Regions from separate parts of the Gossypium arboreum genome. Here region 1 is linked to region 2. The links are chromatin contacts, called in public Hi-C maps. All regions are on one chromosome and are shown on one strand. The core of a region is the stretch at or near the end of the contact, and the rest is flanking DNA. Distances in the headings are between cores, read along the strand shown. Region 1 holds the start of LOC108450773 (S-type anion channel SLAH2). Region 2 holds the start of LOC108465852 (membrane-associated kinase regulator 5-like).

What was found. A called contact is a pair of places that touch in the nucleus more often than the background predicts.
Region 1: a Hi-C map of leaf shows a contact between it and region 2, with 7 times the contacts expected there. The contact joins the promoter of LOC108450773 here to the promoter of LOC108465852 in region 2. A contact is called at or near these places in 2 of 5 Hi-C or Micro-C datasets (both in leaf).

What each region holds. Positions count from the first base shown.
Region 1 is chr8:86,239,267-86,244,213 of ASM2569848v2, reverse strand. LOC108450773 (S-type anion channel SLAH2) reads right to left here and starts at 2,299. Exons shown (of 7, transcript XM_053031511.1): 1 at 2,128-2,299; 2 at 1,851-1,919; 3 at 1,612-1,731; 4 at 1,035-1,523; 5 at 182-952; 6 at 60-91. The coding sequence starts at 1,725.
Region 2 is chr8:85,984,204-85,988,977 of ASM2569848v2, reverse strand. It overlaps LOC108465852 (membrane-associated kinase regulator 5-like), which reads left to right and starts at 2,021. Exons shown (of 3, transcript XM_053031566.1): 1 at 2,021-2,993; 2 at 3,073-3,118. The coding sequence starts at 2,213.

The DNA.
Region 1 (4,947 bases), core at 1,050-3,549, 250 kb before region 2:
CAGGACTGCCTAAAACAACTTAACTATATATATGTAAGTTAGGGTAGTGCTGCACTAACTTGAATCCTCGGAAAAAGTTAATCCGAACTGCCTGCAAAACATGGTACAAATGTGCAACACTTTAGCTTTACTATGTGTGCAACTTATAAGTGAAGTTAGATCAACAAAGTGGCTAACTTACTAGTGAGAAATAGAGGAACAAGGCAATGAAGTAGGCAATCCGTGATCCATAATCGAAAGAGCCTTGGATGTTGGCCCATGCCATTGAAGCAACACTTGGTGCTGCAACAAACAGAAAGAATACAGGATGGAGCTCTTTGGGGAGTGTTTCATTTGTTGGAAGTCTCTGGTAAAGGGTTACAAAAAGGACTGTGTAATGAGCCAATCCAACTGCAAAGAAGAATACAGGGCCTTCTTTAAGCCCCATGGATGCACCCAATAGAGCTCCCACAAAGTTCCCAACAACTGAGAGATGGTTGGAAGGATTAGCCACCTTGGAAAGTCTTCGTTGACCACCTGACATCCACTGCCCATAGATTTTAAGCTCCAGACAGAGGAATGGCGTCATAAGAACATACCATAAAGCTACAGGCAGGGATGAAGCAACTGAAGGTGGCACCCCAATAGCCAAGAAGAGAAGAGATATCCAAGGAGCAAAGAAGAAGTTGACTCGGATGGGATGGTAATACTCTCTACGAACAGCTTCGAAGTAGAGTATCACTTTGGTAAGGTAGATGGAAGCAACAATGGCTACCAGAGCGACAGATATCCACCATAGGATGAGATTTACAGTGAGGCTGATGTGAAGAAATTTTGTAGAGGTAGCAGTGGCCAGTGTTTTCCACATAATAGCTTGGCTGCTAACTCCCAGACAGATACCAAATGAAGAGATTGGATACCTAAGAAGGAAAGGCCAAGTCTTGTCATCTGGAAGCACAATCTCCTCCGAAGCCTGTCAAGAGTGGAAACAGGTCGTTTATTAAAATCTCTTAATTTGGAGTAAAGGATTGGGGGAAGATGGGCACATTACATACCCTTAGGGTCTCCAACTCTGGTCCTTCAAGTGCATCAAAGTATCGGTCCACAGGTAAGGCTTCATTCTCTGAAGGTCTCACAGAGTCGTCTTCTGATTCACTTTCCTGCTGCCTTCCTCGTAAATTGGTTAGCTGCCTTTCAAGTTTCCCAGACCATGTTTTGAATGAATCGAACCTCTTGTCCTTGAACTTTTTGACGTTTGGATTTTGATTCATATTAGCTCCCTCCCCAAACACTGATCCTTTGGGCATTGGCTGAGACAGAAACTTGACTCCTTTAGGCTTTGCCTTACTACCCACACAAGATTCCGGAACTCCATTCTTGAAACCTTTGGCATTGTCCTGAACAAATAAAACATTCTTGGTGCCTGCTGAGGTAGCTCCTGTAGGAGATGAAGGCATGCTGATTGAAATAGAAAGCTTCCTCTGATGACCATTGGGTTGAGAACTATTGGTTGGATTTGGGAAAACAGGCGTTTCACCTTCCTGCTACCCAAACATAGCAATGAATTTCAAACATTGAATCATCAAAAGAGACCAAAGTAAGAGATGGCATATACCAAAGGATGTAACTCACCATGATGCTATCAAAGCCAGCCACTTCATTGGATGATATAAGTTTGAGGAGCTGTGGAACTGGTTCAGCAGGTTCCTGCAACTCTATTGAAACCGGATTCTCACCATGATCCATTTGCACCTAATTAATGGTTTCAATTTTGAAAAAGGGTCAGCTATATTGCAGTTTAACATCATAAAACCATACTTGGATATAACGGAAACAGAGATTAATGAATGCAAACCAACAAACTGCTTCACCTTGGAATATTTTCTGGAAAAATACCAGCCCTAATCTTATGAGGCCTGGAGATATGTAGAATGAATGTGCTGCCCAACAGTGAAAGAAGAACAAATAAGAAATGGGTTAAATAGGAAGTTAGAAAGAGAGAGAGAGATGTATGGAGCAGAAAAGAAAAATTTCAGAAGAACAGATGTGGTCCAAATAAAGAAGCACAACTAACACACGTTTTCCAGATATATAGGGTGACAGAATATATATATATATATATGTAGAAGAAGGATGTTGTATGGCTACCATGAGGACCATAAATTCACTCCAAATGTTCCAGCTAGTACTCGGTTTAGAATGTTTTAGATTGTTAGTTGATCTGCTAAGGATTACAGAGTTGATTGCGCTCACGCTCCTTGTCATCTTCATTATTACCTGTATTCCTATGATTTTTTTAATCAAAATTAGGTTTGACTAAATTAATTTTATTTTCAAACACAGAGGCTAAAAGCTACAAGTAAAAATGAGACTGCTGCCAGGCAATCGATTTCCGTTTCTAATATTTTTCTTTTTCTACAATCACATACCAATCACATTATGAAGTGAAATGAGGGAAGGCCAGCGGCGGAGCCCATTCAGGATGATAAATTTTTAATTTACTTCTTTTATAATTTATAACTTTAAATTAGTAGTAATAAAATTATATTTTAAATCTCAACAAATGATAAAATTTGAATATAAATTATTAAAATAATAAATTTATATTTTTATTAGTGATATCATGATTGTTATTATTATTATTATTTAGTGTGTGATGAAGCGCTACTAGTTCACAAATTTGTATGAATATTTAAAAATTACAATGAAATAATAAATTATGTGATAAAAGTATCATGAATGTTCATGTACTAAGAATTAAATTACATTTTACCCATTTATTAAAAAAATAGGCAATTTAATTCATGTACATTAGATTAAAGAGCAAAGTAGTCTTTCAGTATAAAATTCATTTATTTCTATTATTAAAAATCACCATTGTATATCATCATAAGATATACGTGACACGTTACATGTTATTGTCTAGTTGTTCTATCCACCACGCTAACTTTTAACAGTATAAAAAAACTAAAAATCTAATATAAAAAAATTAATTTACTTATTTTTAAATGAAAAGAATAAAATATAATTCGACTCTTAATAATGTTTTTTTACCCAATTCTCAGATATCAGCACACAAGAATTCATTGGAATGGAAACGAAGGCAAAAACAGGGAAAAAGAAAAGCTGGTCGGCCTTCTTCAATGGTTTGTCGTGTGGTTGTCCTCTTTGAAAGAGTCTTAGTAAAAATACAATTTCTACTTTTCTATTTTATGTCTAAAGAGAAAAAGGAAAGGAATTAAAAGAAGAATTCCCCTTTTCCTCTTGTTACTTTTGTCCATTTTATTTACTTTCTAATTTCTATTTAATAAACCGTACATTTTTCATAAACTATCAAATTTATTTATTTTTAGACATAATAATTTATTAACTTTACAGAAAAAATTAATTTTAGTTCTTAAACTTACATTATTTGTTAAATCACCTCCAAAATAAATAGAAAAGTGAACTTTTGTTAACTTTACAGACTTAGAATATAAGAAAATTGTCATCTGTATGTCACCGTATTAACAATTAATTAATTTTTAAAATTTAAAATTTAAAAACACTTTTACAATTTTTATACTTTTATGCTTTTGACTTTTTAAAATAATTTTTATAGTTTTTGAATTTTAAAAATAAAAAACCAATTAATTGCTAATGATGTGGCATCACGTGTATGTTACATTAACAAAGTTAACAAACGTTCATTTGCTCATCCATTTTGAGGTGATTTAAAAATAACACAAATTTAAAGGTTAAAAAATTTAAATAGAAGACTAAAATAACCTTTTTTATAAAGTTGAAGGATAAAATAAATCATTATGCATTATATTTTTCACATTATTCTTTTAATCCACCCTAAGGATAAATTTGGATAGACGGTGCATTTACCTACGGTTAGTATAAAAATAACAGTGACAATAAAATTAAATATTGTAACGTAAAACAAAAAGTAAACTAAATACATTGCACTTCACCGCCCATCCAAACCACCCTAAACATGTATATATACATTGTAAGGATAGATTGAAAATTGTCCATGCATGAAATCCGTTATTAGAATCACTCAAAGATTTAAAAGAATCTTTTTCACCATATGTAGTTTAATCAACTAAATAAATTATATGTTTCTAATGTAATCTATACCAATAATTATCTATACACGTTGGAGAAAGGAAAATAGATTATAAACATAAAAATTAAACCTTGCATCTAACGTCTATCAATTTGAATTTGCACAAGTTTTGCTTTTAGATTATAATTTATCAATAATTTTAATTAGGTCAAATATTATTCACTCATTAAAAATACAAAATAATTAAACTATATATAATTTAAATATTAAAATTACCCAATTTTTTAAAAAATCCTTTTCTAAAAAATTTATACTAATCCTTTGCATCCTAAATCTGTAAATGAAATTAATGAATAACTAATTGTTTACATAATTTATAAAAAATGAAATAATTAGAATAAGAAAAAAAATAGGAAGCAGATTTAGGAATGATGGATATATAAGAATAAATCATAAAATTATATATGAATTTTGATTTGATATGATTATATTTATGAAATTTTAATTGTAATCTAAATATATACATGAAATTATCATTTTAATTCAATTATATATCTTTAAAGAAAAATATATAAATTATTTTTAGGTAAACTATACGGATAGCCACTCAATTATAAAAAAATTCATTTAAGGTACTCAAAATAAAAGATTTACAATTAAGCACTCACATTACATAATTCGGTCATTTTAGTCACTCCCAATAAAAGTACAAATGGTAAACTAAAGTGGCAGTTAAAAACCGATATAATAACAAATTTATCTCTTAACTTTTATATATTATATTAATTTAGTTATAATCTTAAAAATTAACTCTTATTTAAAGAAATATATAAAAATACATAAATATTAAAAAAATAAAAAAACATGCTTCACCCCGTCGCTCTCTCCCGATGGGCCATGTTCTTGGCATT
Region 2 (4,774 bases), core at 772-3,271:
GATAATATATGGTATACATTGATATTTGAATTGGTTATGAAATGTTTGTATGAGATCATGATATGTGATTTGGTTTATAATATGAAATTGAAACATTGGTTACCCTATTAGCTGTACAGACAGGGTCAAATATAGTTGACATGTCATAGGGTTAGGTAAAATGATTAGAAACCATTGTTGTCGGGCAACTCGGGTGGTAGAATGTACATATATAATAGTCATCATTGACGAGCAACTTGGGATGGCAATATATCTAGATTGTGAAAGTCATAGTTGTCGAGTAACCCGGGATGGTAGTATGTACATGTTCCAGTAGTCATTGTTGCCAAGCAATCCGGGATGACAGAGTAATAGATCTGTGTATCCATTCTAAGTTTGTGTCTCGTTAATAGGGTTATAAAAACATGAATTGGTAACATGATAAACGAGATGAATATGATTGAATTAGTATGTTTGTATATATGTGATATGTGGAAAACGACAGCATGTGAAAGACATGCGATTTGGTTTAAACAAGCCCTGGGGGCTGAATTAACTTTGAACAAATCAATAGAATCAAGAAAGAGAAATTGAATCTTAAAATAAATGATAGAATAGCCTCGAATGAAAATGAGATTAAATATCATATTGGTACATGAATGTATATGTATGTAATTAAATTAGATATGTTGCATCTTTGTTAATAGAAAGGATAGCATAAAATGTTATTTTGATTATTAAATGAAATGGTGTATGAGAATAATATTTGAGTATTAAATATACAATTTGATTTGGTTGAATTGTGGTATATATTGGTTGAATTCTTATAGTAAATATGCTTATTTTGTGACTTGAATAATGAAAGTATTACTGAGCTTTATCGCTTACAGCACGATTTGTTTATTTAGCATATAGCTTACAACCCTCGGCTTAGAAATGTTTGTATAGTCCCTTTCATTTTGATATATGGCATGTACCTAGGTTTGAGTTGGTTTTGATATTAAATTGGATAAATGTTTTAATTAGGTACCATTTGGAACATTTGCAAATAAACGGTTACGTCGCGACATCGAGCTCTTAACGTCGCGACAAGATCAAGTCAATGAGTTGTGTCACGACCAAGAACCCTTGAAGTTGTGACGTCAATCTAATAATTGGTAAACTTTATAATTTGGTCCTAGTTTAACATCGGGTTGTAAAAGAGTTTTCGTAAGCTCATATAAAACTTGAAAATGATTGTATAACATACTCAAAAGGACTAATATAATATTAGCATGTATTCATAGTTATATAGAATTGCATTTAATTATAATTATTTCGACAACAAATTTAATATCACGTAATTCAGATGTGATGACTTGATCGAATATAGAATGTTGCAGCACCTAACAGTTAAATGACTAAATAGATAGTTTATAAAAAAAAATTGAAAGATAAATTTTGAATAAAACCCCCAAAAAATAATATCACATGCAAACAACTATGAAATATAATAATTGTAGTGACGGGGGATTGCGCGAGACACTGCAGGTGCAGGAGTCCCAATTTGCTGACAATTCTGAAGGAATTAAAAATGGCTGCAACTTCACGCAAAATATAATTAACTGCTTTGCAACTTGCAAGTAAAAGTAAAACAGTCATACCTACATTATAATACAGTAATCAAAACTAAAGCTACCCCACCTACAAAATTTGGACTACATAGGCATTGACAGTAATTTTTTTAAAGAAAGCAATAATTAAAATATGAAAATCTATATGGATAATATGGTTACTGTATTTTATTCTATCTATTAAAATAGATAAATTAATTTTAATTAAATAAATTATTTTTAATATACATTAAATTAAAAATAAATTAATTATTTTATTAAAAGTTTTATTTATTTTAAGATTAAAAACTTATTTTATATATTAACATGATATATATATAACATATCGATATAACAATGTAGTTATTCTAAAAAATTTAATTTTTAATTTAAGAAATAAATAAAAGTTTTCATATAAAAATTAAAATTTTATTTTATTTAACGTCAAATAAAATGCAATCTTACTTGGGGGAGCATGATACTTTTAAGGATATTATCCATTATTGAATTACAGAAGACTCACACAATCTCTCTGGCTTCTCCCTTGAAACGCCCATAAAACGCAGGCAAAGCGGTGAAGTTTCTCTCTTAGATTTTGACAAGTAAAACTGTAAAAAAGCCTTTTGTCTCTCTGTTTCCATATGGAAGCTCTCAAATTTCTGAGGTTTTGGAAACCTAGCTGTGTGGCTATGAAAGAGAACCAGACCCAACGTTGTTGTGGAAGCATCGAAATTCCACATCATGAATTGGATGAAGAGGACGACTCTTTCATCGACTTGGAGCTTCCTTTGCACCACTTCAACCACCTCCATCTACGCACCCTTCACAAAACACCTGATTTCCAGCATGATTCGGCTAAGAATGATGACTTCCCCTTGTTGCCAATGCAGAATGATCATTTCTCCAAAAGAAAGATCCTCCCCATTGACCCAACCTCCAAGCCTCAATCTCCCTTACACCTGTTAAACTCTGCTCCCAAATTTGGAGCTTTTACTCTCAACAAGTCCAAGTCAATGGCAAATACCAGTAAAACATGTACTCCCCAGAGAAAAGAGTTGATCGGTATTTCTATGGAGACCCCAAGGCATGAAGAAAGGAGCAGTTCGAAAGATCTGATACAGAAATACTTGAATATAATAAAGTACGTAAAAATCTCCAAAAAAAGCATTCCAAGTGACAAGGCAAAGGTCTCACTCTCACCCTCAGGTGAGTTATCAAAGGTGGCTTCTCCGGCAACGGTGTATCCCATGAAAGGAGTACAGGGGAGTGTTTCGACAGGGGTTTGCAAGCAATTGGTAAAGAGCAGATCAGCCTCGTATGCAGCATCCCCAATTAATCGGAAAGATGATTCCTTGCTACTCCGACACGATGCGATTGAAAGCGCCATTTTGCATTGCAAGAAATCTTTCAATTCCTCATCAGGTAATTAGTTGTGTTTTTAAGCTAATACTAATCATTTGGTTTAATTTGGAATTGGATCCTTGGCTTGTTTTGACAGCAGAATCATCTTGGTTGTCGAGATGTACAAGTGATTCTTCAAAATACAAGTTAAGCAATGCATCTTCTTCTACAGGTCATGGTTTCAGATTCTATTTCTTATACTGTTGTTTGCACTAATTATCGAGCTCTAATTACTAATTAAAGTCTTTAATTTCCTCAGATTCTTCTCTTTCGTCCACGAATTACAAGCAATTATTATCACCTGAATAGAAACCTTGGGATTTATTATCATGATTATGTACGAAAGATGTAAACTGATAAGAACAAAAAGAACAAAAGGCTGGAATTTATATATGATGGGCATTGGTGGGCAGTGTAAGCAGGGTTAGTACTTGTAAAGTTCATGGATAATTATGAAGAAATTGAAACTAATTCCCATTGTCTGAGCTCTTGTATTTATGGTAGCTTTGAAAGTTAAAGATGTGATGATTTCTGAATATTTACTTGGGTGATTAATGCCTTTTCAAGGACAACTGGTAGTTTCTGGTGGGAGTTTGGTGAGAAGGGGAAGAAGTGGGACTAGCATGGAACCTTAATCTTAACTAGTGTGGTGATAGTGTATTTAAAAGTAAAGGTGTAATAGAATTTGGTGAGAAAGTGGAAGATGTTGGAGAAGCATGGAATCTTAGTATTAACAATTCTTCATACTTGTATAAAGACATTACACTCTTTATAAAAAAATACAAATTTAAAATTCTGGGTAATAAATCTCAAACATAAATAATAAAACAAACATTAAAAAAATAAATCATCATAAAAGAACTCTTAAAAACTTTCTTTTGTGTATGTTCTAAAGGGTGAATTATTTAGTTGGTCGCTTAGTTTTTAGAGCATTTGTTTTTTTCTTCTAAAATGAAATATTTACAATTTGGTCATCTAACTTTTAAGGCACTTTCATTTTACACACCCAAACATTAAATCTCTAATGGTAGTGCATACACCACTCCATGTTGACACTTTCATTTTAGTCACCCAAAAATTATTTTTTTTAAGTATTAATTGAGGTAAAAAGTAAGAATTAAAGTGAGAAAAACGATAGAAATTAAAATAATACACAAAATTTGTCAAAGTGTACTTATTTATCTCATTGCTAAAATTCTAAATTTCTTGTTTTAATATTGAAATTTAAAATTTCAAAACATCAAAGTAATTTATTGAAATTTTTCTATAGGTTGATAATGTCAACTGATTTGTTATTATAATATTAAAATTAATTAATTTAATCTACTTTTAAAATTTGAAATTTTATTATATGTTTTCAAATTATCCTTAACTAAATCAACTTAAATAATTCCTATTTAATAATTGTTTATAAAACTCATTTTTTTTTGTTTATATCATCCCGAATCTTCCATGTTAAGCTTAAAATAAAGAAAAAAATACTTGAAATTAATTAAATCAATTGTTTGTTCTTTGTTTTGATAAAAAGTGATGAAAAAAAGAGTTTGGTTTGAGATGAAAGATAAAATTAATTAATTAGTTAATTGTAAAGATTGTTCTAAGATTTGAAATTTGAGTTTCTTAGACAAATATTAAGGACAATAATTTTCATTCATAATTTTGAAATTAATTTCGATCCATTCATAATGTCAACTAATTTACTATTATAATTTTGAATCTTAATAGTTAAAATTTATATTTCAAAACTCATATTTAGAATTTTCGCAATGAGATAAATAAATAAAATTTGACAATTTTATGTA